Linked DNA regions of Mus musculus: regions 2, 3, 4, 5, 6 and 7 are each linked to region 1. Evidence: chromatin contacts called from public HiChIP or PLAC-seq and promoter capture Hi-C data. All regions are on one chromosome and are shown on one strand. Each heading gives the region's core, a stretch centred on a gene start, on an enhancer-like site or on the middle of the called end of the contact. The rest is flanking DNA. Distances are from core to core; before and after follow the strand shown.

Region 1 (3,430 bases), core at 885-3,384:
AATGTTGGGGAGTGGGGGGTGGAGGCAATGTGATTTGTGCTAAGCTTGGCAGAACTTAGGTGGAGAAACATAGTAGGTGATGCCCCCAGATATGCCATCCACAGAGAAGTGGGGTGGTTACATGACATCTGGGAAGCAGTGGACATGAGCCATTACCATCATCCCAGCACAGTGCCAGTGAGTCCCCAGTAGCTTAACCTGTGTACAGAGAACTTCCCAGGACCAGAGACAGGCCAGAGGTGACTGATGGCTATGTGTCGGGGTAAATCCTAGAGTGGAAGACTCAGAGTGGATCTGATAAATGATATACTTTCTTTGGCCTTCTGTTTTTCCCTCTTGCCTTCGAAAAGGTTGTTTATGCTACACAGCAAGTACGTGCATTGTTTCTTGTTGACTGTTCTCAGCCTTTCTTCCCCAGCCCAATGACTGAACCCTCCCACCTTGCCCAAGTCCATTACCTACGGGGCTTTGACACAGATCAGTCTCTGCTGCTGTATTCAAGAATCATTGGCTCATGGTGCCTAGAGTGGGGAACCTGTCCTCTTCTGCCCTGACCCATCCTCCTCTCATTCCTGCAGAACCGGTGACATGTCTTGGCTCACAGGAAAAGGATCCTGAGCTCTCCTGTGGTGGACTTGGGCAGGCCTCTGGGGTACCAAGGTCAGAGACCAAGTCCTGGGGCAAGTGCCAACTCCAATTTCCCAGGATCCCTCACTGTGGAATCTGAGTCCTCCAAGGCTTGCCTTGACCTGTCTGCCTCGCCTCCAGCCAGGCTACCACAGCCTCCAGAAGATGGTCCATTCCTAATGCCTCAGCTGTCACTGACAGCTGGGTGTAGAGGCAGGACAGGCTCTGCCTTGGTTTCCTCTACTAGGACGATTTTCCCAGCAAGCCCCTTCAACATTACCTTAAAATTAAAACGCATGTCTCAGCAGAACTGTGTCCTAGTGTAATTGGGCCGACACTTAGAGCCAGGCATGATGTGACACATCTGTAATAGTGGCACTCAGGACAGAGGCAGGAGGGTTAGAAGTCTCAGTCTTTTGTTTTTTTTTTTTAAAAAAGCTTCACAAGCCAGAGACAGCTTTTGTATTTGTCCACTTAAGAGAGGTGGGAGCTGGGTCCTGCAGACTCCATGCTGCCACAGAAACCTGAGCTCAGACCAGGAGGTGGTGGCGCACACCTTTAATCCCAGTGCCCGGGAGGCAGAGGCAGGCAGATCTCTGAATTCAAGACCAACCTAATCTACAGAGTGAGTTCCAGGACAGCCAGAGCTACACAGAGAAACCCTGTCTGAAATAAAACAAAATGAAAATCACCTCATTGTTATTAACTCACAAATACACTCTGCTAGATTGCAGTAGTCACTCAAAAACCTATCCAGTTGCATTCTGTATATCTCTAGGTTTTGTTTTTGTACAGTTAGGATAGCCATTGTGAAGCTGCTCTTGACTTTTACTATTTTACATTTATAAGCTCTTACCAAAAAAATATGAAACTAGACCAACTGACATTATATCCATTTCACTACATGTGTCCCTTTTGCCTGAACTTCCTGAATCATTTCACGGGTGATTCAGCTGGCAGCAGACTACAAATAAAACACACACACACACACACAAATTGTGGTGTAGCCTAGTGGCAGAGTGCATGCTGATCAAATCCTAGGTTCAAAACCCACAGCAAAACAGAGAAAGGGGCTGGAGACATGGCTCAGTGGTTAAGAGCACCAGCTGCTCTTCTGAAGGTCATGAGTTCAAATCCCAGTAACCACATGGTGGCTCACAACCATCCGTAATGAGATCTGACGCCCTCTTCTGGTGCATCTGAAGACAGCTACAGTGTACTTAGATATAATAATAAATAAATCTTTTAAAAAAAGAGAGAGAAGGAGGGGGAGGAAGAGAGAGGAGAGAAATAAATGAAGATACTGCTCTCAACTGAGAACCCAGAGGTGCCCCGCCATCGAGAGTCCCAGACAAGAATGCCAAGAGAGAGCAGAGGGGGAGCAGTGAAGATCAGGTTTGGGGAGCACAAACAGAAGGTGGACAATTGAGCAGCTCGCTTGCAAGTCCGAAACCTCATCCTGGAGGAGGGCGGGGGGATCTTCCGGGAGACAGCAAAGCCCGACTACAAGGCATGCCGGGAGCGTGTAGCTCGCCGCTGCCTTGAGAATGTCAGTGGTTTACTATGGTCTGAGTGCGTATCCTGAAAGAGGAAACCCAAATCGAGACTTGGCCAGAAATACTTTCCAGAATGTGATGTGCTCGATATACGATAATGCGAGGAGCCGGGCTGCCAGGTTCCTCGATAGCGAGCCGCGTCGCGGGAAGCGCGAGGTTTGTCGGGAGGCCCGACAAACCGGCCGGAAGTGCTACACCAGCGGCGCAGGGCTCTCTGGGAAGTGTAGTCCTTTGGCTCTGCCCGGGCGGTGGCCGTGAGTCCTGCAACCTGGCGGCCTATCCAGCCTGAACAAGGGATGGCTGGCTCCGGAGGCCCCATTGGGTCCGGGGCCTTGACAGGAGGGGTACGCTCCAAGGTGGCTCCGAGCGTGGACTTTGACCACAGCTGCTCAGACAGTGTCGAGTACCTGACGCTCAACTTTGGACCCTTCGAAACAGTGCATCGCTGGCGGCGCCTCCCGCCCTGTGACGAATTCGTGGGCGCCCGGTACGACAGTGTACAGGGATCCTGAAGGCACTGGTAGTAGGGACGAGAGCTGGTCTTAGGACGGGCTGTAGGGACGAAATCCCGTGTGATGTCTTGGAGTATAGATTGGTCGTTCCCAAAGCTGAGTTCCCAGGGAACAGCACCGTAGTGATTCTAGGCAGGGTACCAGACTTGTGTTTCTGAGGATCCTGTTTGGGTCCCTGAGCTGTGAGGTATGAGTGGGAAGTCTGAAGCGTCCCCGATGTATGTCCTTGCTGTCTGAAGAACTGAAGGATCTCTATAGATCTTAGCAGTTGAGAGGCTTTGTCCAAACTTATGTGGTAGCAACCATGTGTGTAGTCCCATTTCTTGGGTGCCAGCTGGGAGAGTTCCGGTCTCACCACCCTTCACCCCTTCTTTCTTTCTAGGCGCAGCAAGCACACAGTCGTGGCATATAAGGATGCCATCTATGTGTTTGGTGGAGACAACGGGTGAGTTTGCCTGTTTTGATGGAAGTGGTGGCAGGGGATGATGACAGAGAGAGACAGAGGATGGGAGTCATTAGCTATGCCTTGTGAGCCTCTGTTTCGCCATCTGTGTGGTGCTTTGCCCTTGATTCCCATGTTACGGTGAGGAAGACCCTACCCCTAAAGCCCTTTTATCCAGCATTCAAACGGCAGCCTGTGCTAGGTTCATGGAGATATCCTTGTGTTGAAAGAGGAGACAGCTTTGGAAGAAACATGCTAGCCCTACTGGCACTTTTCTTCTTTCCCTACACTTC
Region 2 (3,440 bases), core at 332-2,831, 330 kb after region 1:
GGTACTTTGTGTTCATGTGGACCATGTGCATCTAGGGGATACAGAACAAAGGTAGTGACCAGCTGCTCTCTGCTCCCTACGCCTGTCTTCCTTCTGGTCCACCCTGAACCCACCTCCATAGAGCCATGCTTCTCATCCAGGCTGTGCTCGGAGCCTTGGTGCCCTGGGCTGCCCCAGTGGAAGTGCAGCTGCAGTAGCCGGTACTCTGGTGACGGGAGCCCAGCCCCTCGGATGGCTGGGCAGTTCTGCTGACAGGAATTTACTCGAAGTAGCACTGAAGGCAGGGAGCACATGAGAGTTTTCCTCACCAGCAGACTCCCCAGGGTAGGAATAACACTGTCACTAGCAGTTTCAGTTATGAGGACCTTGACTTCTTTCCAGCATCTTGGCATCTGGACATGAACTGACTGTCCTCAGGGGTCATGGCTAGCTTCATTTATAGAGGGTCCCCTGCCACCTCCCTACATCGTGTGTAGAGCCTCCTCTGCTTTGTCCACGAGGATTTGGACTCGTCTGCGTATCCCATTTTTATAGCTGGTTAGCCCATTTGTGTTGTGTGTTGGGGGGTAGTGAGCTCTTTTGAGAAGCTGGTGTCTCAGCTCGTCTGTGGGTCCTCATCCCTGTGTATGGGTGAGGTTCCTGTAAGCTGTATGGAGTCCTGCTTCTGTGTGGCAGTCTCAACCTTATGATGCTGACCTGTGTGGCCATCGTTCTCCAGGACCCAAGGATCTTGAGGGGCTGAATCATAGCCTTGAAAGATGAAGGGCTTAAGAGTGTAGTCCCGCTGGACCAATCGAAGGTCAATGTTGATAGGGGACTGGGTTGGGCCCCCACAGGCAGGTGCTAGTTCCTTCCAGTGGGCAGGGCCTGAGAAAAGAAGGACTAGTGTCTGCAGCAGGGGTCTCAAAGGCAAGTCTGGGAGTACAACGAGGGATTCCATATACCCAGATGCCCTCCCTCTGCCCTCCACACACCTGGCTGCAGCAGCACCCATCTGACTTATAAGTCTGCAAGCATACTGGCCCACAGAGAGATAAGGTAGGAGGGTCTGGGACACGGCTGCATACTCATGCTGGGGACCATCCCAACACACACATGATCTAGCCACACCCATAGACTCACAGACCCTGACAGCAGACACACAGAATCACAGTGTCCAGTTCTTTGGAGCACAGGAGCTGACAGAGACCAGACAGATCCACATAGCCTGTTACAACTGTTCTCACCACACTTTGGGTCTTGGGAGTCGTAGCACCAGGTACCTGTAGACAGGAGGCAGGGGACCACTGTGGTTCTTTATAAAGTTCCATCTTGACCCCAGTCCAGGAATGGAGACAGGTTAGCCAGTAGAGGCTGTTCCCTTGTCAGTGCGTCTCCTCCCAAACTTGCCCCATCACTGGTAGGTAGGTGGTGTCAGGCAGAGCCTTGGTGCTCACCACTGGAGTCCACCTGTGCCGCCAGTTGTATAAGGAGGAAGCTGAGCAAGAAGTCCAGGGCCCACATGATGCTGCAGTGGCTGACTCCGGAGAACTGCAAAGTGGATGAGGAATGTACAGCCAGGCTACTTAGAAGGCTGCTCTGCATTCATTGGTAGGTGAACTAGAGGTCTGGATAAGCCCTGTGGACATGCTGAGGTGAGGCTAGAGTAGGTGGAGCCCAGGTAGAGCCACTAGGAATGGAGGTGGGCTGGAGCCTAAACTTCAGAGCTGCTGCAGCCAGTGTAACTGTTGGCATTTCTCCCGAAGGGCGTCTGGTTATTACTCTTACAGCAGTGAAAATGAGTAACAGAGACCAGGAGTGACATGCCGAAACCACCGTCAAAGAAATTAGTTCAAGAGGTGAGGGCACATTGGATCCTACTGCCCAAGACTTAGGCTAGGAGGCATGGCTGTTCTTTCTCATGCTACAAGTTTGAGATTCCAACCCGTTCCAAGTCCAGGTCCACATCAGCCTTCCTATTGATGCTCGTCTGAGGACTACCCTCCCAAAGACAAAGGTCTCAGGAGAAGCTGCAGCCCTCCTGTGGTGGGGATACTACAGTGGCTCAAGTCCCTGGCACTCTGGAGGGAAGTGTCTGTGCCTCCTTGGCTTCCTGATGTGCTTCTGCACATGGGCACCATGTCTGAGCAGGTTAGGCTGAACAATGACTACCAGGGAGTGGGCTGGAGGGCTGCCCCTCTCAGTATTCCAGTTCTCAGCATCTCTTTCCCATGGTATAGCTTAGTGGAAGAGTACTTGCTTAGCATGTCTCCTTGGATTCTCCCTCAGCACTGCTGGAGGACCAGGCTCTTCCTTGAAGAGAGGACAGGGAGGAAAGGGCAGTGTTGGCAGAGCCCCAGGCACCCTGCTTCAGATGTGTTGAGGGTAGAATGAAGCTCCTGTCCCCACCAAAGGCCTCAGCAGATCCTTCTTAACCCAACCCCTTGCCAGCCTTTGTGACAGCCTGCTGTAGTTACTGGCCCTTCTGAGTTAGGACAGTGAACTTGATTACAGCTGAAAGTCTGGTTCCTGAGTTTGACCAATAAGGGCTCTTGCATGTATGGGGTGCAAATACATAAACTCATGCACAAACACACAAAAACTATAAAAATTAAAATATTGTGTGGGGCATGGAGGTGCACACCTTTGTTGTGTGTAGTTTTAAAAAACATGCTACCACCTTGCCTGGGATTGCGGGGCGGGGGGGGGGGGGCCCGCTGCGCCACCAGCCACTCCTGGCTCCCTTTTGTTCCACCAGGCTTAGCTCCAGGATCCTCAAAACCAAGCCCTAAGCTGGCTTCCTTTTCTACCCACCTTTGCTCCAGGAGGGGATTGCATTACCAGCCCACTCCTGGGACCCTAGAATCCGAGGACAAAAGACACACACTCAGCCTTGTTACTTTAACTTGCCTGTTAAGCACAAATCTCTCCTGCCTGGGAATGCATGCCCTTTCCAATTTATTATCTCCATCTCTCCTTCCGCCCTAAACTTAGTGGCTTGTTCTATTTAGCCCCTGCCAGACATCTTTGGCAACCCGGCCACAGGCCCTCACTGCCCAGATCTTACATGGTTGCTGTGTCCCTTTTCCTCCAAAGCATGGCAGAAAAACCCTCTCTCCTTCCCTACGTCTCCTTTCCTCTTGAGATCTGGATAACACACACACACACCCCACACGCACGCAAACATTGCTATCAAGAATCCTGGTGTCTCACAGAAATGATAGTAAATGCTTTTTCTGCTTCTCACCCCCAGCAGGCTGAGTGCCATAGTGGGTGGGTGTAACCCCCTCTTTTCAGGAGAGGCCTCAGCCCAAGGCAATAGGCTATGCAAGTCTTTAGCATCTTAGGACTTCTGGAAAGACAAGATCATCCAATTTTTTATAGATTGAAATCTTCTCAGAGGACTCAAGCCTTTCCAGCCCTGTAGGAAAAGGCATTGAACAGCCCAGTCCTGGGTGTAA
Region 3 (3,205 bases), core at 32-2,531, 380 kb after region 1:
CAAAGCCAAGCATTGAAATATGTTGCAGGATGGGAGCTGAGATAGGACACTGCTGAGGGTGCACCCACCTGTTCTGACACCCAGTCATGATGTCACCCATAGAAGACTTGCCTGGGGCATTCCTTCATGGGAACCTTCCTCTGCTAAAAGCATTAAGAGCTCTACTTACCACCGCCCTAGTACAGAGGAGTCTCTGAAAGTTCACAGACAAGACATCCCTGCTGGGATCCCTAAAGGGACAGTGAGGCTGTACTGGTATTCCTGTGCCTGATGGATAAATTGACCTGGCTTTGTTGCGGAAGTAGGGTGCAGTGAAGGTTTTTTTTTGCAGGGGGGGGGGCACAGTTCAGAAGTATCTGAAATAAGCAGAAAAGGGACCTGAGGTTCCCCACCACACAAAACTCCAAGGGAGTATCAAAAGTAGTTAATCACACCACACAAAGCACTAAGTGCCAGGCACCGCTGAAAGGACTCTCCCCTGCACCTGGTACTCAGTTTACTCCCAGTACCTCCTTTGGGCAGGGCTGGACTTCTGTGATAAAGCGTTTCACTAAGTGGCAATGAGCAACCAGACATCGCTGTCCAGGGCTGAAACGCTGGCACTAGGCCACAATTGGGCGGACACTTGGGGCACCAGGTGCCTCCACAAGCTGCTTCCAAGACTTCCACTCAGCCAAGCAGAAGGGTGCGCCCGAGACGCAGCTCCTGGCCAGTGGGTCCCAGAGCACGCGGCGCTCGGTGGACCTGGGTCTAAAGGCAACATCCTCGAGGCTCCGAACCCTGGTACACTCCAATTTGTGCCAGGGCAGGGGACGCCCAGAGGCCCGCGGCCAGGCCTCGCCTGTGCCGGGCCGAGGAGCAGTAGCCCCCAGCAGCCGCGGGGGAACGGACGTCCGCAGCCCCACCCCCGACCGCGCCCCCACCCTCAGCACCGCGCACCTGGCCGCAGCGGCTCGGTGACAGTGAGAACCAGCAGGAAGAGCAGCAGGAAGGCACCGCTGTCTGCCTTGGGCACCATTTATCCTCCGTTCATCGTCCCCGGGGCAGCCGCGTGACCCCGCGGGGAGGCCGGACCTGGCCGAGAGGAGTGGGTGAAGGCCGGACTCCGACCTGGGGCTGAGGGGCGGCAGGCGAGGGATCCAGCTGGGCCGCGGCAAGAGAACGCCACCGACTCGCGCGCACTCTAGGCCGCAGGAGCGGGATGAGATTCCGGCTCGCGCAAGATGGCGGCCGTCCTGCTCCGGCCCGCGCCACCCCGCCTCCGGCCCGCACTAACCAATGAACGCCGAGCTGGGCGGGGGGTGGGGTGGCGGAGGGAGGTAGGACCCGAGCTCCAGACGCGGGGCGGGGCATGAGCACGAGAGGCCTAGGGAATGAGCGAGTGGGCGGGGCCAAGGGCGGGGCTAGCAGGAAATGAGGCGTGCCATTGGCTGAACCGAGAGGTGGGACGCAGCCTTGGCAGCGAGGTACCAAAAGGGGTCCCTAGTGCTGGTAGGGTCACAAGGACTGACAGTGCTGGCGCCAGGGTCTGGGGTGGGTAGGAGTGGGGAATCCGGGATTAGTGAATTGAGGAGGTATAGCTGGACCTGAACGATCTTTACTCCTGGAGGCCCAGGTCTGTCCCAGTGCCAACATATTCCCTAAAGTGGTCTTCTAAACGCCGAACGGCTGTGAAGAAAGTGAAGAGCTCTAGTGAAAATAAAGGACCAGCAGTCTCTGTGGATCAGGGAATGGCACAAAGAATATCAACAGAGGAGGAAATGGCTTAATGGATGTCAGAATCTAACAGAGAAGCCCAGAGTCTCTGGACCAGATCTGGGGAAGGAGCTGCCTATACAATGGAGAAAAAAAGCCCAGGCAGAGACAGGGCTAAAGCCTGGGAACAAGGCTCCACATGCTAAACTCACACCTGCCTTCATGAACAGCATGAACGTGGAAGGAGAGACAGCAAATGAAAAACCAATCTGTTCAGGGGAAGGAAGTGAAAAGTGGGGAAGGCCAGTCACCTCCAGCATATCTGACTCACTCTTATTGCCCCTCCACCAAAGTCCCAGGATTTCAACCTACGATAGATACATGGAGCCATGAGTGAAAGATGCTAACTTGTTATAGGTAGGTAAAGTCAAGGTCAAGTCGTCAGACATTCCAACTTTACCAGGTCTTGGCCCAAGATGTTGGACATAGGACTTGTCACAACAGATGGGGGGTTCCTTGCTGGCAGAAGCAAGGGTACCTGTCCAGTGCTGCTCTGGGCACTCAGATAGTTTTATGGCACATTCCCAGCACTGAGTACAAGATCCAGGCCTAGCCTTCTGCCCCCATACCCACCCCCACTGCAAATCTGCCCTGGGAGCTCAGCCAGAGCTCTGAGTTGGGCAGGTCCTTTGGAGGGAACTCAGCCAAGTGCAGTCTTCCTGCCAACTGTCCACCTGCAGAGCCGCCGTTAAGAGTCCAGGAAAGGTTTGGAAGAGAAAAGAGCAGGACAGGAAGTGAGAAGTCTGGCTGAGCGGTACAATGAAAGCACAGAGTTAACTCCTTAACCCACCACCACCACTACCACCACTGGGCCAGGAGATAAAGAACCTGAAGTCGGCCCAGGTCTGTCTCAGGGCCCAAAACACATTCAAAAGTGCTCTTTTAAAAGGTGAAGCCCCAGGCTGGTGAGATGGCTCAGCAGGTAAGAATACTAACTATTCTTCCAAAGGTCCTGAGTTCAAATCCCAGCAACCACATGGTGGCTCAAAACTACCTGCAATGAGTACATCTGAAGTCAGCTACAGTGTACTTATAATAATAAATAAATCTTTGGGCCGGAGTGAGCAGCAAGCAGAGGTCCTAAAATTTCAACTCCCAACAACCACATGAAGGCTCACAACCATCTGTACAGCTGCAGTGTACTCATATGCATAAAATAAATAGATAAATCTTTTAAAAAAAAAAGGTGAAGCCCCTTACCTCAGGCTGGAGCCAAGCACAAACGAGTTTGTTCACCTTCAGTATGCTCCAGTACACTGACAGACCTTCCAGGTTCTAAGTCCAAGCACCCCAGGCAATAGCCTCATTTCCCCCTGGGCATTACTCCTTTGTGACTTCACCCACTGAAGTCACCTTCTCAGTGACTTTAAGGGTTACCTGTGTAGACAGAATCAAGAGCTGAAGGGTAGGGTCTCATGAACGCTGGCTTCCTTACCACTGGCCTGTAGAG
Region 4 (3,715 bases), core at 68-2,567, 400 kb before region 1:
GAAGCCCTTTACAGGAATAACACTTACTGAGGCTGGAACAGGACAAGCTGAATCTGTTCCAGAAAGGAGACAGCAGAGGAAGAGTGTGATGAGGTACGTAGCAGCAGAAAAAGACACAGAAGCAAGGACAGCGGCCGAGTCAAAAATGAGTCAAAGATCAAGGAGAGTACTCTCTATTTGCCTAAGTGTGATGGGAAGCTGGTGGGTGATTTTGAGCAGGACCCAGACATGATCTAACATAGCTCCAGTTGCTCTGTGCGGTTGTTCTTCTGTTAGGATGAGAATTGTCTTCAGTCTATATATAGTAAATCAGGGACCCACTATGTAACCACTGAGCTAGGATAAGAAACGGCAGGCTTAGGTGTGAAAATTATCAAGTTCCCTTTTAGCATACTAGTTTTGAAAAAGCTGTAAGTTTTCCAAGTGGAGAACTGAGTGAAAGCTGCTGACTTAGTGCAAGAGACTCTTTGAACAGATCCACCACAGGGATGAAGGAAACACCCCCGAGGTCTGGGACAAGGGGAGGGGAAGCCCAGCAAAGAGGAATGAAATAGAGATCATTCGCAGATTAAATTACTAAGCGCCAAGCCTTTAATCCTAGCACTCGGGAGGCAGAGGCAAGGGGATTTCTGAGTTCGAGGCCAGCCTGATCTACAAAGTGAGTTCCAGGACAGCCAGGGCTACACAGAGAAACCCTATCTTGAAAAACAAAAACAAAAACAAAAACAAACAAAAAAAACTACTAAGCGCATGTAAGATCTCACTAAAGGCTACTTTTGGAAAGGGAAGAAGCCCAAGGACTGAAAAGCTGGATACTAGATCTGGCAATACAGAAGTCAAAGATATCCTTGCAAGCAGCTAGGGGCGGGGAGCATCTGAAGAGACAACAGAAAACAGAAAGTACAGCAGCAGCAAATGGGAGGGGAACATGGAGCACGACCCGCCTATCTTCAACTTGAAGGCTGTCGCCTGTGTGTAGGCTCTCAGACTAGAGCCAGGACGAAGCGGACAACCAACTCAGGGGCAAAACTCGTTCGCAGAAAGGCTAGGGGTAGGGAAATCCCGGAAGTTAGTTAGTCCGGCGGTAGAACGCCCTGGCCCGCGTAGGCTGCACTGAGGGACGAGACCGCGCCTGTGAGAGCTGAGGCTTTCAGATGATAGCCTTCAGCACGGCGACGAGCTGAGACGAGAGACGCGACCCAACTTACATCTTGTCCTTCTGGTGCTGTCGCTTCCCCATGGTGGCAACAAACCGAAGAGACCACAGCAGACACTGACTATGGCGCCTCCGCTTTCTCAACTACTTCCGGAGATCGACGCACTGGATCCCGGAAGTTGGAAGAAAGCATTCTGGGAATTGTGGTTTCCAGGTGTCCAGGTGCTGGGTGCAGGCACCGTGCTAGGCTGAAGCTTGCTAACTTTGAGTAGAATCCACTTTTCCTGTCTCCCACCATACTGCGTTGCCTCCCCCAAGCCCTCAAAAACTTTTCTATGCACTGTCTGGCTACTTGTTCAGTCCATGCTATGCTAGGCAGACTCACTCAGACTCACCTCCTTTGTATCTAAAGATCTTCAACCTTTTTCACCTTCTCTAAAGCCATGTCCATGTGTATACTCAACTCTTCTCTCGTTCGGTCCCCACGCCCTTCAGGCCCATCAGCTGGCAGATGACCAAGCCCTCTCTGCTCCTTCTGTGGCCAGATCTTTGGTCTGGGTCTCATGTGCCGGGAGAATGGGTCCCAAGTCTCCTTTTTTTTTTTTTTTTTTGGTATTTCGAAACAGGGTTTCTCTGTGTAGCCCTGGCTGTCCTGGAACTCACTCTGTAGACCAGGCTGGCCTCGAACTCAGAAATCCGCCTGCCTCTGCCTCCCGAGTGCTGGGACTAGAGGAGTGTGCCACCATGCCCGGCCCCAAGTTTCCTTTTTAAAATTGTGTGTGTGGTTAAATAGTGGCCATGCCACAAGTGTAGAGCTCAGAGGACAAGTGAGGAGTTGGTTCTCTTTGCCAGACTTGCACAGCTCTTATTTGTTAAGGCATCTCTCCACCCTAAGCTGGGTTTTTGTTTGTTTTTGTTTTTTGAGACAGGGTTTCTCTGTGTAGCCCTGGCTGTCCTGGTGCTCACTCTATAGATCAGGCTGGCCTGGAACTCAGAAATCCACTGCCTCTGCCTCCCAAGTGCTGGGATTAAAGGTGTGTGCCACCACCGCCTGGCTGATCAAAGAATTCTTAATTTCCTTGTTCCAAATCTCCACTTTGATGCTAAATGGTATGTTCCATACCCTAACCCTAACCTCCTGATAAGATCTTCAACCAAATAATTTTAAGATGTCTTGTCAAATTCCTACATAAACATAAAACATTAGAAACCCCCTAGCCTTGCAGTTTGGGGGATATTAAAAAAAAAAATTCTCCTTTGAGACTATGCTCTCAAATCCTACTTTAGGGAGATAACCCTGTCTAACTGAAAATGCAACCAAAAAATCTGGGTCACTGGTCTGATTCTCATTTGGCAGGATTAACAAGGACCACCATCCACCCAGTTAGCCAAAGGCAGTCATCCTGTCAGCTTCTTACTTCATAACTTCTGCCTTCCAAATAAATCTTACCTCAAAAGATCTTTTAGCCCAGTATGGTGGTGTACACTTGGGAGGCAGAAGCAAGCAGATCTCTATGAGTCTGAGGCCAGCCTGGTCTACAGTGAGTAGAGAAACCATGTCTCAAAAGCAAATCAAAACTAAACAAAACTACCAGTACTTGGGAGGCAGAGGCTGGTAAGTTCTGTAAGTTCAAGTCCTCCTAGTCTACATATTGAGTTACAGGTCAACCAAGAATATACAGTGAGACCAAAACAAAACAAAACAAAAAAACACTTTCTTGGCCACCCCACTCACCTCTCTCATAGTTTATCATAATTTATAATTATATAGTAATTTTGCTTATGTTCTGATTTTTATTATCTATAGTCCCAAGTGAGGTATGATCAACCATGACTCAATATGTATATCCACTAATGTCCAGTAATGATTGACATCTTACATGGAGAAAGATTCTAAGGCCAGCATATGAGGTGACAATGAGAATCACAGTTTTGAAACTCGGGCAAGTAACAAGCTGTAAACTGACTGACCCACTCATTTCTCCTCTGGGTAGAAACACCTATCAAACTAGGCCTGTGTTTGGAGATTACATGCAGGAACAATATAGTGCACTTGCAACTCAAGGAAAGTGAAGCCCTAAGGGGTCTGAACCACTAAAGGGAAGAACGGGATTTCCCACCCCACTCTCTCAAGCACAACAGAATTGCTTGTTACAGTGCACGTGAGGGGCCATTGCACGTGTGATCCAAACACACACTGCCCATACTTGAGGGGTGAGGTTTGAAATAGGGTTTTTCTATAGAGTCCAGGCTATCCTTAAACTCTCTCCGTAGTCCAGGCGAAAGCAGAGAGGACATACAACAAGCTCAACACCAGGATGAACTTTATTCAGTCCTGGGGCATGGTCTGTTGGGAAGAGATTACTGGCTCTCCTTGGCAGGAGTGGACTCTGCGCTGCCAGAGTCATTCTCTGAATCATCATTGGGTCTGGGCACAGGTTGGAACTTGAGCAGTACAGGCGGAGTGAAGATGGAGGTTTTCACAACAGGAGATGGCGTCTCATCCGTGTTGGAGGGTCGGCTACAGGCTGGCGTCCTGCATGAGAGATGGCCAACACA
Region 5 (3,390 bases), core at 686-3,185, 420 kb after region 1:
TAGGTTTGTTGTGGTTGTCTCCTGGATGGAGTAAGTTGCAGTCAGAATACTGGGAAGATTAAGTCAGAGGGGAGCTTTGGAGGCTAGGAAAAACCTGGGGTAGGGTGTGCCTGCCCTTCCAGGAATAAGCTGCCCTCAGGGTTTGGTGTACCTTGGTACCAGTTGCGTAGGGAGGTCATGACAAAGAATCGGATGGCTTGGTTTGAGCCCTGCTTCAGTACAGTCGCAGTAAGGCCTTGGTATGTTCCCTTTAGCCCTTGGGACAGGCAGACAGGAGTCAAGCTGGAGCCTTCCAGGCCCTGCCTGCAGTCAAGGGGGAGCCACTCAAGTAGATGCTGTCCCACTTAGCAGGTCTCCATTCTCCAGGCTTACCTTGTTCCCGAATAATCTCTCTAACCCCGTGGAAAAATCCTCGGTACTTGGGGTTGGAGGAAGTCTGGTCATGGATGAACTTCACCTAAAAGGAAGGAAGCAATGGCCCTGGTTCCTGGCCACATCTGCACTTTATCTGGCAGACCCAGACCTTACCAACGTTAGGCCAAAGCTGGGGACTCCCAGCTCTTCTGCAGGAAATCCCTAGGCTGTTCTTGAGTTCCATTACACATAGGCCCCAAGACCTCAGAGGGTTTCCCCAGCGTTACATTTGCTATTTCCTAGACTTTGAATAGTGAGTTATGCTTTGAAGACTTCGCTCATGCTTTTATTACGCATGAGCCGCCACAGGAGACCCTTTCTGCCACCATTTACCACGAACCTGGTGCATATGTGTGGGGACCCTTCCCACCTTGACAGCCTCCATGGGGGCACATGCCATTAAAACCTGGGAGCCCGAAGATACCCTGGCTACCCCTGAAAGGCTCAATCCCTCACCTTGATGGTCTCCATAGGGCACACGACTACCACTGCTTCTGCCACGCCGGCACCCAGACCGCACAATAGTCCTCTCCTGCTGTCGAGCCTACCTTGGGCATCCCGCATGTGGTTGCTGAGGAACTCGAACATCCCAAACCTAATGAAGAAGACATGTGAGGGGGCCCGCTGCGGCCACTCCCTCCGGGTCGTTTCAACAGAGCAGAGTCTCACCTGACAGCCGCCTTGGGGATGGAGCCGTAGAGCAAGGAGCTGAGGCCGCGGTACAGGCCCAGGACGCCATGGCTGCGGACAGTTTGCCGCACGCAGTCTCCTACGGGAGGCGCGGTCAAGACCCTAGCTCCTCTGCTCCGCAGTGTCCCCCTAGCCACCCCCGGGAGTCCCTCCTTACCGATGCCCCGGTACCGCGGTGGGTTCGCTCGTTCATCTAGCTGCAGCTGCGTCTTCACGTATTCGGTCGGGAAGGTGATGCAGATTTCGATGCCTCCAGCCAGGCCGCCTGTGGGGACCAAATGCCTGGGGCTAGGGACACCCTTGCCCGGTGGACCCAGCCGCTACCGCTGCCACCGCTGCCGCCGCCGCGCGGCCCCTCCCCCGCCCGGACTTTGCCCGCGTCGCTGCCAGCGTCCCGACGATGCCCACGCCCCCACCCGGTGGTCTCCGCCTGGAGTGCCCAAGAGACTCTGAGCGACAGCAGACGAGTGGACTTAGGGGTCCCGGGTCGCAACCCCGACACCTCCGCCCCTCCGGAAGTTGGGCGGGGCCTGGGCGTCCCCGGCCCACCCGGAAGCGCTGTCGGACAGGCTCTGAGTTGGGGTTCCGAGTGACCCACCTGCTAGGATTGCCTTCCCGGGGTGCGTCAGTTTGGGCTTCCCGGACCCCGGCGCGGCGGCCGACAGAGCGCGGGGCCCGCGAGGCGCAGCCATAGCGGGCAGGAGGAGAGGCGCCCGGCGTCGACCTCGGGTCCGAGCCTCCGGCGCGGGGTTCTCGGGAAGCAGCGGAGCCGGAGGCTACTGAGACCACGACCAATTCTGGTCCGGGAGGCGGGGTGGTCACGTCAGCTCCCGGGCTCCGCCCCGCGTGGCCTGAGCTGAGCCCCGCCCACGCCACGCCCCGTGCCAGCCGGGAAACTGAGGCTTGGGCGGGATGCACTGGGGCACGCGTCGGGGCGGAGAGCTGAGAGCAGCCAATGGCCGGTGCTGGATTCCGGGGAGACGGAGAACCCCGCCGGAGGCGTGGTCTCCGGACAGCAACGCTAAGCCAAGGCGGGTAGCAGTGGGTCAAGGTGCAGTTTAGAGACACGTGCGTCTGGAGCGCGCCTTGGGGTTAAGGTGGGCCTCGAGATCCTGGGGGCGATGTAGGGACACATCCACCCCGGTGCGTGAATTCAGTCTTCTGAATTATTGTAATAACAGAGCTTGGCCTTCGTGCACCCTCCCGGGCAGTGCGATGATCACTCTGCCCTTCCCGGATTCGTCCGGAAACAGAATTTTCCTAGGCAGGTTCCCCCGACAAATGCAGGTTTCCCTTCCTTTCAGTTTCTAGCGAATCTTTGAAGGGCCTATTAAGTTGGCCTTTGTCCCGCCTACCCACACAATCACCAGGCAGAGCTGCTTTGCTCTGATAAACATGTTTTAATATTTATGGTCGGCAGGAGGCTCAAAGTCTTGAGAAGTCTTTGTTGCCACACATATCCTCAAAGCCGCCTGGAGGGGGCAGCCCTAGCCGGCTTGGGGTGAAGCTCCCAGGAGTCTTTGCAGACCTTTGGAGGCCTAAGGGTCCACCTCCCTGCTGTCTGAAAGGAAGCAGTCGCTGGGGGTGGTCAGTGATCTCCCCCAGCTCTGGGTTGGCTCAGAAGCTATCACAGGGCTTTAGCTAAAACAGAGTGCCCAGATATTGTACCTCCCAGTTGGAGTCCTTTGTGATTCCTTTCCCAGAAAAGGTTAAATGGGTTGAGGGTTGGGTGTGGACACATTACCCAGTATAAACAAAAGCACTCAAAGGAGGCTCCTTGTAGGCAGGCGCTGTAGAGTATTAATAGGGTAAGCCTGTAGGATAGCAGAGGAGAGCCTATAGCTAGTCTGGCTTCTGCTGGTTTTTTTTGGGGGGGGGGTCGGGTTGGGGGATTGTGGGTTGTAGTACTTGTACTGAATGCCATTGTGTGGTCGAGGGGCAGAAGGAACAGGATCAATTCCACTCATCAGAGCCTAAGGCACTGGGCCAGCAGATGTCTGGAGGCAAGGAGTATGGGGATGGCAGTTGGGGGCCAGTGGGAGGTTGGCCAGGCTAGAGGTGCAGCTGGAACACCCCCCCCCCCACACACACACACAACTGGACTCTTAGCTCAGGTAACAACAGCTGGTGAAGGCCAGCTGGCATCCTGTCCTCCTCTCCCACCAGTGTTAGTACTCACTACACCCAGTATATTCAGGATACAACAGCCTCTGAGGGCTTGTTCCATGCAATCCTGGGTGGGCTTTCAATTCAACGCCCTTTCTAGCACACGTGAGAAGGAACTCT
Region 6 (3,511 bases), core at 907-3,406, 360 kb before region 1:
GCCCACTGTCTGCTAGCCTTAGCCATGGCACCAGATCTCACCCCTTTGTTTTCCAGTCGGAGTAGCCTCTTGAGGTTTTTCTCAAGCAGGAGTTTGTCCCTCATAGGTGGCAGTGAGCCTATGCCTCTGGCACCCAGGTCACTGTCTTGGCTGTGGGACCCCAGCCATCCAGCTGTGATGCTGCTATGGGAATCAGACATGGAACTGGAGCAAGATGGGTAATTGTTTGGGCGTCCAGCACACAGGGTGGGCCGAGCACGGTGCCGGTGCACAGTGTCGATGCTGGGTCTGGCTCGAGATCGATGCCTACTACTTGGCACCTCCACGGGGTCTTGAATATCCACCAGTGGCACGCCAGCCTCTGTCTTCATGGCAGCCAAACGTTCTGTTGCCTGCTCCACAACTGTCTGCAAGCTGTCCAGTACCTGACCCTCCGTGAGGAAATCCAGGAAGCCACCAAATGCCAGAGGGTGCCTAAAGTTTTGCTGGTGGCTTTGGTGCTCTGAGTATTGGTTCATTGATGGTAGGTGTGGTACACGCCCAAGCTTGCAGGTTGGCCTCATTTCTGGCAACAGGTGCTTCTTGGGCAGCTGCATTTGAACAGAGAGGCTCGTCATAACAGGCAGGATGGCCTGCAATGGGTAAGGAGCTGTCTTTGCAGTCATAACAGGCAGGATGGCCTGCAATGGGTAAGGAGCTATCTTTGCAGTCCTCCCAGGGTCCCATTAGAAGCTGGTTGATACTGAACAATGAAAAAACATTTTTTTTTAGGCTTGTTAATGCTGACGATTAAACCCAGGGTCTTGAACATGGTATGCAAATGTTCAACCACTGACGTGCATTTAAAACTTTTTTTTGTTTTGTTTTGTTTTTCGAGACAGGGTTTCTCTGTGTAGCCCTGGCTGTCCTGGAACTCACTTTGTAGACCAGGCTGGCCTCGAACTCAGAAATCTACCTGCCTCCCGGGTGCTGGGATTAAAGGCGTGTGCCACCACGCCCGGCCTTTAAAACCTTTTGAAACAATTCTTTGTGTGTCCACACGCCTCAGCTGGAGTGTTGCAGTCAAAGGACAGCTTGGTGTAGCTGGTTCTCTCCTTGTATTGTGTGGATCTCGGAGACGGGCTGATCACCCCCAAGTCAGATCATCAGTCTTACCCACTGAGCTCTTTCATCAGCCCTGAATTACATTTTAGAATCAGGTAATCCTGGGTTTGAATCCCACCCAGCTCTGAGACCTTTGGGATGTGTGACTATTCTTACAATAGCCCTAATTGAGGGCTTCACTGCAAAGTATGGGTCTATTAGGATTGCCCTGAAGGTTCCCAATGCCTATATTTCATATATGCCAGCCCTAGCTGGGAGACTAAGAAGTGGAATTCTGTGTTCATGGTGTGAAAGTGCAATTATGAGAGCCCTCCACCCTCTCTGGAGAGCCCTTCTTCTCTGTCTCTAGCACAGACCTACACTGTTGTCACTGCTGTGCTACAGTTGGGGACTTGAGCCTATGTCTCCAGATTGAGTCCTCCTTGCTCCTTTCTCAGGGCTCCTAGTCCACCCAAGTGCTATCTGGGGCTAAGGGGAGTGGGAAGTGAGTGATGAGGGCTCTGCAAGCAGGCATAAGGGAAGGTGACACTACAATAAGGATTCCACCAGATGACCTGGTGAGCTCAACTGGACACAAGAAAGCAGTGGCAAGTGGTGGGCCAGCTGGATATACTTACCGGGGCCACATAGGTGCTGTGAGCAGCCTCGTCGTCAGCCAGATATCCTGAGTGGTGGCGGCACCTCGCCATGATGAGGATAATTAAATTTGTTTTCTGCTTCCTTTTTCAGGTCCCACAGCACAGATGCAGACTCCTCTGTATGGGGCGGGGAAAGGAAGTAAAGATAGGTCCAGGCCTCCATGGACCCCTCATTCCCTGTACTTTTGTCTTTCAGACATCCCAACTTTCCCTGCTTGGACCGGTCACTCATCTGTGGACATTCCCAAATCGCTGCCTTTTGTTTGCAACTGTGTCTGGGTCGAAGTGTGTGTCCGGACTTCCTTCTTTCAGACCAGAGGCACCCTGGAGACCTCACCTGCTTACCAGAGTCTCTGCTGTGCTTCTAGGGGTTCGCTCACTCAGCACCCTTTAAAGCTCTACCGCACAGAGAACTGGAATCCTACCCCCTTAGCATCCTAGGATGCTCATTTACATACCTTATCCTGATTGGACAGAATCTGGCCTCTCATTCACTAGCCTCCCCGACACAATGGTTGGGGGAGGGGCCCAGATTGGCTCCTCCCCCACCCGTTGGATTTTTTTTTTTTCTGTCCAGCCAGCTAAGTATAGTTCTTGGGGATGGTTATATTCAGCCAAGACGTCTGAATCTGGGTCTTGTTTCTCTAATTCTCAGGGCGGAAGCGATAGCCTCAATTTGTGATTTAAACACCTTCCTCAGCTCATTCCTGGACCTCCCACTCCGTTGGCTTCCTCTTAAGGATCCCTTTCCCTCATCAATGCAGTGTGGACTAGGCCGCATCTTCCTTTTCAAGTGAAGAGTCCTGGTTTTCTGAACAGCCTAGTTCCTGCCCCTGCTTTTTCTTACTAATATGACTTAGCCCCTCAACACCAGCTCCTCATAATGGAGCTGAGGACCCTTCCACAAGTGAGTATTACAACACAGTTTACACTATATGGAAGCGCCATATAAACTCACCTCTACAGTTTTCCTTCCTCCCTTCAATCCTAGGAAGCCTGTCATTGCCAACATACCCACAGCAAGTCCATCCTCCCCTGCCACATTTTTTTCTTCCTTGTCTAACAGCTTCACTTCTTTAGGGCAAGAATCAAAGCAGTTAGCCCTAATCCCTAATAACCCCATTCCTGATACAGTAGGTGCTGTAGAGTTTTCTCCTCCCAATCTGTGGTTCTCAGCGTTCCATGGCCTCAGGGCCTCTGGCCTTTCCAAAAGCAGTTTCTCAGAGGGCCCCAGTGGCTGAATGACACCCGATGGTTCAACAGTCACTATGATCAGACACAGCAGTGTTTATGCCAAGAACTTGGCTGAAGGGTTCTTCGAGGCCTCCAACCCTTATGAAACGTCACCAGGTACTGTTACAATCAAGTTCTCTCCCTTCTGCCTGTCACGCAGGCATCAGGATTGAGGAGCCCAGAGCAGGTCAGGCTTCAACTTGTAGGGAAGGGTTCCTGCCCCATCTCTCTCATGAACCTTCAGGTCTCTTAGCTGTAAAACAGTAGTAAATTACCAATATCATGGGCTTGAATCAAGAAACAGACATCCTATAATGAATGCTTCTCAGTTGGCAGAATGCTTGCCTAACATGCATGAAGTCTTTGGTTTAATTTCCTGTGCCACAAAAACCAGGCGTGGTAGCACATACCTGTAGCTCCAGCACTGGACAGGTGGAAGCTCTAGGATCAGACGTTCAAGGCTAGCCTCAGCTGAATGAATAGTGAGGTCAGCCTGGTATACATAAGACTGTTTCAAAACAGTATCAAGACAGCCA
Region 7 (3,448 bases), core at 812-3,311, 310 kb after region 1:
CCTAGAGAAAGATGCTGACAAATGGTTCTTGAAGAAAGATCCCTTCGCTTCCTAATTCAGCTAGCCCTAGGAGTCCTTCTGTCTCTGCTTCCCCAGCCCTGGAATTAAAAGCATGTTACCAATCCTGGCTTCCTATGTAGGTGCTTGGGATCTGAACATAGGCATGTGTCACTAATCTTAACTTCTAGTCTTTTTTTTTTTTTTTTTTTTTTGCTGCGTGTGTTTGGCATATGTGTATGCGTGAGTGTGTGCACCCATGTGTTCATTTGCAGAGGCCAGAAGAGGACATCAAGTGTCTTGTTCCATCACTCTCTGACTTTTTCCTTCAAGACAGGAGCTAGGATGGCAGCCAACAAGGCTCAGAGATCCTCCTGTCCCTCCTTGATTCAGCATTGGGAGGGTATGTGTGCTCTGGGGACTAGAACTCAGGTTTTTATGTTGTCACCTCTGTGACATTTCTCCAGAGCTTTTAATTTGTGTGTGTATCTGTGTGTGCATGCTTGTGGGGAGACACCAGGTGCCTTCCTTTATGGCTTTCTACATTAGTTGTTTATTTTGAGATGGTCTCACTATAGAGCTCTGGCTGGCCCAGAACTCTCTCTCTCTGTAGACCAGTCTGGCATCAAACTCACAGAGATTCTCCTGCCTCTGCCTCCCAAGTGCTGATATGAAAGGCATGAGCTACCACATGTGGATCTACTTTATTTTTCAAGCCAGGTTTCTGTGGATGGAGAGATGGCTTGGTAGAAAGTGCACGGACTGCTCTTCCAGAGGACACGGGTTTATCCAGTCCTAGGGGATCTAATCTACTTTTCTGGCCTCTGTGGGTACCAGGCACCCAGGCAATGCACTAGCATACATGTAGGCAAAGCACCTAAATAACAATTAAAAATTCACTGGGAAATGTCAGGGTCTCACTAGTTCAGCTAGACTGGCTGGCTGGAGAGCTTCAAGAGCCTGCTGGTTCCTGTTCTGCTCAGAGGTGGGCGTACACCTGTCCACTACACCTGGCTTTCACACAGGTTATGGAGGTGCACACTCAGGCCTTCACACTTGCATGGCAAAAAGCAGTTTACCCACTTACACATCTGCACAGCCCTTATTTTCTTTTAAAAGAAAATGCCAGCTGGGAGGAGGTGATGCACACCTTTCATTCCAGCACTTGGTAGGCCAAGGCCAGTCTGATCTGTGGGAAGAGTTCCAGGACAACCGGGGCTACACGGAGAAACTCTATTTCATAAATAAATAAATAAATAAATAAGACAATTTTTAAAAAGAAAGGAAGGAAGGAAGAGAGAGGAGAGAGAGAGAGAGAGAGAGAGAGAGAGAGAGAGAGAGAGAGAGAGAGAAGGAAAAATGCCTGTGTCTAGCTGCAAAAACTCTCATGGCTCTGGCCCCACTAAGCATGTTGGTAGGATGACTTCTTCCCTAGCCATGACCATATCTAGTAGGAGGGAATGGCTTGTGAGAGACTACTTTAAGGTCAAGCCAGGCTTTTTCACCTGGAGGGACAGTCGTCTGGCTCTGAGAATCTAGAGCTGATGACTTGGGAGAGTGGGGAAGTAACCGGCGAGTGTCACCCTGATTGACAGATTTGTTCTCCAGGGGTCAGTTGTATCACACACAGCTTTGCTATGCTCAAAGCATTTATGGGGTCCATGCCACTCGCCTTGGTATTCCCTGCATCCAGCAGGCTGCCAGGCATGGAGCTCAGCAAGCCCCTATTGAACTCCTCACAGTGCAACCTCTGGCGCTCCAAGTGTGAGTTCCAGCAGAAATCCTTCCCGCCCTGGAAAGCCTTCTCTCCCGGGGTGAACCTTCCTGTGTGTGGTAAGACAGTGGTTCTGGGTGAAGGTCTTGCCGCACTTGTGGCATTTGTAGGGCTTCTCGCCAGTTTGGCTGCACCATGAGGTAGGAGTACAAGCTGAAGGCCTTAACGCACTCGAAGCACCGGAACGACTTCTCCCCGCTGTGGGTGCGCTGGTGCACCCCATGTCCCAGGGGCAGCAGAGCCGCACTCGCAGTACTTGAAGGGCATGTCGCCGTGTGCGCCCTCTGGTGGAGGGCGAGGCCCGCGCGCCTGTGGGAGGCCTTGGCGCAGTCCCAGCACTTGAGTGGCTTGTGGCCACGGTGGATCTCCTCGTGCACGGTGAGCGAAGAGTGGCAGGCGAAGGCCTTGCCACAGCCGCACCTGCAGGGCCTCTCACCCGTGTGGCCGTAGAGGTGGCGGGTGAGGTGCGTGCGCTGGTTGAAGGCCTTGGCGCACTCGGCGGCGCATGCGTAGGGTCTCACCCCGATGCGCGCTGGGCGGTGCGTGCTGAACAGCGAGCTGCCCCTGGAGGCCTTCTCGCGGGCACCGCGCTTGTAGGGCCGATCGCCCGCGTGCACCGCGGGTGCGCGTTGGGGCATGAGTAGCAGCGTGGCTGCGCTGGTGCTCCACGAGGTCGGCGCTCCAGAGGCCTTGCTGCACTCGTGGCATCTGAAGGCCATTGCGCAAGTGCAGCGAAAGGGCCGGGAGCTTTGCAGGAATACCTTCCCGCACTGGCTGACTTGCTCTCCGCAGCGTCAGTGCCCACCCACCTCATGCTGTCTGTGCTCTCGTGTAGATTGCCTGGGCTCTTCTGACGGTTGCTGTGCTCTTTGGTGGTTCTGAGGCAGTCCCTTTGTGGACTGGATGTCCTTGCTGCATCTGGCAGATGAGTGTTCAGTGAGAGTGCCTTGATCAAAGGAGAGGGGGCACCCTAGAGGGACAGCCTCCTCAGTCCCACTGTGGCTGCCAAGGCTCTCCTTTATGAGGTCGCTCCCACTAGCAATAGGAGCTGGCTTCCACAGCGCAGCCTCGCTCCCCAGTGCAGTGTCATTCTGCAGCTCCCAGGCCAGGATACTACCTGGGCTGCCTCCCATCTGACCTGCCTGAGAATCAAAGCCTGATATAGCCCTGTATTGTAAATGTCCTCCAATTATCTCAGGCTCCACCTTCCAATCTCTAAGAGATTGAAGCAGAGTTTTCTGTACGGAGCAGAAGCATGGCCCTGGAGCTCAGACTGGGTTGCTGGACTGGAGTTGCAAATAAACCAGAAAATTAAATAGAAAACCAAAAGCACCCGGAAGTCCAGAGGCACAAAAGCAGAGTGCCCAAGTGAACCGCCAAAGGAACTCTTCCAGCTGAAGACCCAGCCAGGCTTCTAATCAATCCCCGAGGGCTGAGATCAGGATCAGGTCTCGGGATCAGGAGCTGATTCAGTCCCAGATACATCCACCCACAGATTGCACTGGCATAAACTCAAGTCTAAAAATGTGAGCCAGCAGTTCTGTGGTGCCTCAGGGGAAAGAGGACTGCCTCCTCTCACTCTTTAGTACTCCGTCCCAACAGCTGGCGCTGCTTGAACACATCAGAAACGTAGCAGCAGACCTCTTGATGGGTTTGCCTCCTAGGATGTCCTCTGTG

The links. Promoter capture Hi-C pulls out the DNA fragments that hold promoters and counts their contacts. HiChIP or PLAC-seq counts read pairs in DNA pulled down with a chosen protein or histone mark. Capture Hi-C pulls out chosen DNA fragments and counts their contacts.
Region 2: a promoter capture Hi-C map of liver shows a contact between it and region 1, with 2.3 times the contacts expected there. The contact joins the promoter of Car15 here to the promoter of Lztr1 in region 1. A contact is called at or near these places in 5 of 39 promoter capture datasets (the 3T3-L1 cell line, cranial neural crest, hippocampal neurons and 1 more), 1 of 115 datasets of contacts at active chromatin or transcription factors (embryonic stem cells) and 3 of 9 other capture datasets (adipose tissue, liver and pancreatic islet).
Region 3: a contact with region 1 is called in a promoter capture Hi-C map of liver. The contact joins the promoter of Dgcr2 here to the promoter of Lztr1 in region 1. A contact is called at or near these places in 1 of 39 promoter capture datasets (liver), 1 of 484 Hi-C or Micro-C datasets (CD4 T cells), 1 of 115 datasets of contacts at active chromatin or transcription factors (memory CD8 T cells) and 1 of 9 other capture datasets (liver).
Region 4: a contact with region 1 is called in a promoter capture Hi-C map of liver. The contact joins the promoter of Ppil2 here to the promoter of Lztr1 in region 1. A contact is called at or near these places in 1 of 39 promoter capture datasets (the HPC-7 cell line), 5 of 115 datasets of contacts at active chromatin or transcription factors (the SCID.adh cell line, embryonic stem cells and large pre-B cells) and 2 of 9 other capture datasets (liver and pancreatic islet).
Region 5: a FOXA1 HiChIP or PLAC-seq map of pancreatic cancer cells shows a contact between it and region 1. The contact joins the promoter of Slc25a1 here to the promoter of Lztr1 in region 1. A contact is called at or near these places in 1 of 39 promoter capture datasets (erythroid cells), 2 of 484 Hi-C or Micro-C datasets (natural killer cells and regulatory T cells), 2 of 115 datasets of contacts at active chromatin or transcription factors (memory CD8 T cells and pancreatic cancer cells) and 3 of 9 other capture datasets (adipose tissue, liver and pancreatic islet).
Region 6: a contact with region 1 is called in a promoter capture Hi-C map of hematopoietic stem and progenitor cells. The contact joins the promoter of Ccdc116 here to the promoter of Lztr1 in region 1. A contact is called at or near these places in 13 of 39 promoter capture datasets (the C10 cell line, the HPC-7 cell line, cranial neural crest and 8 more), 2 of 484 Hi-C or Micro-C datasets (embryonic stem cells and erythroblasts) and 5 of 115 datasets of contacts at active chromatin or transcription factors (the SCID.adh cell line, embryonic stem cells, memory CD8 T cells and 1 more).
Region 7: a contact with region 1 is called in an H3K27ac HiChIP or PLAC-seq map of extraembryonic endoderm stem cells, with 5 times the contacts expected there. The contact joins the enhancer-like site here to the promoter of Lztr1 in region 1. A contact is called at or near these places in 2 of 39 promoter capture datasets (embryonic stem cells and hippocampal neurons), 1 of 484 Hi-C or Micro-C datasets (regulatory T cells) and 4 of 115 datasets of contacts at active chromatin or transcription factors (extraembryonic endoderm stem cells, fetal liver, memory CD8 T cells and 1 more).

The regions. Positions count from the first base shown.
Region 1 is chr16:17,506,549-17,509,978 of GRCm38.p6, forward strand. It overlaps Lztr1 (leucine-zipper-like transcriptional regulator, 1), which reads left to right and starts at 2,135. Exons shown (of 21, transcript NM_025808.4): 1 at 2,135-2,670; 2 at 3,078-3,140. The coding sequence starts at 2,480. It overlaps Aifm3 (apoptosis-inducing factor, mitochondrion-associated 3), which reads left to right. Exons shown (of 20, transcript NM_001291070.1): 19 at 351-371; 20 at 579-934. The coding sequence ends at 618.
Region 2 is chr16:17,836,605-17,840,044 of GRCm38.p6, forward strand. It overlaps Car15 (carbonic anhydrase 15), which reads right to left and starts at 1,582. Exons shown (of 8, transcript NM_030558.2): 1 at 1,437-1,582; 2 at 1,227-1,262; 3 at 697-867; 4 at 114-274; 5 at 1-31. The coding sequence starts at 1,503.
Region 3 is chr16:17,890,447-17,893,651 of GRCm38.p6, forward strand. It overlaps Dgcr2 (DiGeorge syndrome critical region gene 2), which reads right to left and starts at 1,282. Exons shown (of 10, transcript NM_010048.3): 1 at 940-1,282. The coding sequence starts at 1,018.
Region 4 is chr16:17,109,935-17,113,649 of GRCm38.p6, forward strand. Ppil2 (peptidylprolyl isomerase (cyclophilin)-like 2) reads right to left here and starts at 1,318. Exons shown (of 21, transcript NM_001252444.1): 1 at 1,209-1,318. The coding sequence starts at 1,240. It overlaps 2610318N02Rik (RIKEN cDNA 2610318N02 gene), which reads right to left. Exons shown (of 7, transcript NM_001358255.1): 7 at 3,464-3,692. The coding sequence ends at 3,518.
Region 5 is chr16:17,926,284-17,929,673 of GRCm38.p6, forward strand. Slc25a1 (solute carrier family 25 (mitochondrial carrier, citrate transporter), member 1) reads right to left here and starts at 1,936. Exons shown (of 9, transcript NM_153150.2): 1 at 1,703-1,936; 2 at 1,262-1,369; 3 at 1,084-1,183; 4 at 871-1,009; 5 at 373-457; 6 at 152-256; 7 at 1-21. The coding sequence starts at 1,796.
Region 6 is chr16:17,142,290-17,145,800 of GRCm38.p6, forward strand. Ccdc116 (coiled-coil domain containing 116) reads right to left here and starts at 2,157. Exons shown (of 5, transcript NM_001373948.1): 1 at 2,088-2,157; 2 at 1,722-1,859; 3 at 42-590. The coding sequence starts at 1,793. It overlaps LOC115488656 (a long non-coding RNA gene), which reads left to right and starts at 2,582. Exons shown (of 3, transcript XR_003951945.1): 1 at 2,582-2,649; 2 at 2,877-3,092.
Region 7 is chr16:17,813,445-17,816,892 of GRCm38.p6, forward strand. It overlaps the pseudogene Zfp520-ps. Among named protein-coding and RNA genes, the nearest start is that of Scarf2, 18 kb to the left of the region's middle. Within about 2 kb of position 2,062, at least 112 of the 459 cell types and tissues checked have an H3K27ac peak or open chromatin away from gene starts, as enhancers often do. A contact at or near this core is called in extraembryonic endoderm stem cells, fetal liver, hippocampal neurons and 1 more, where this site is marked.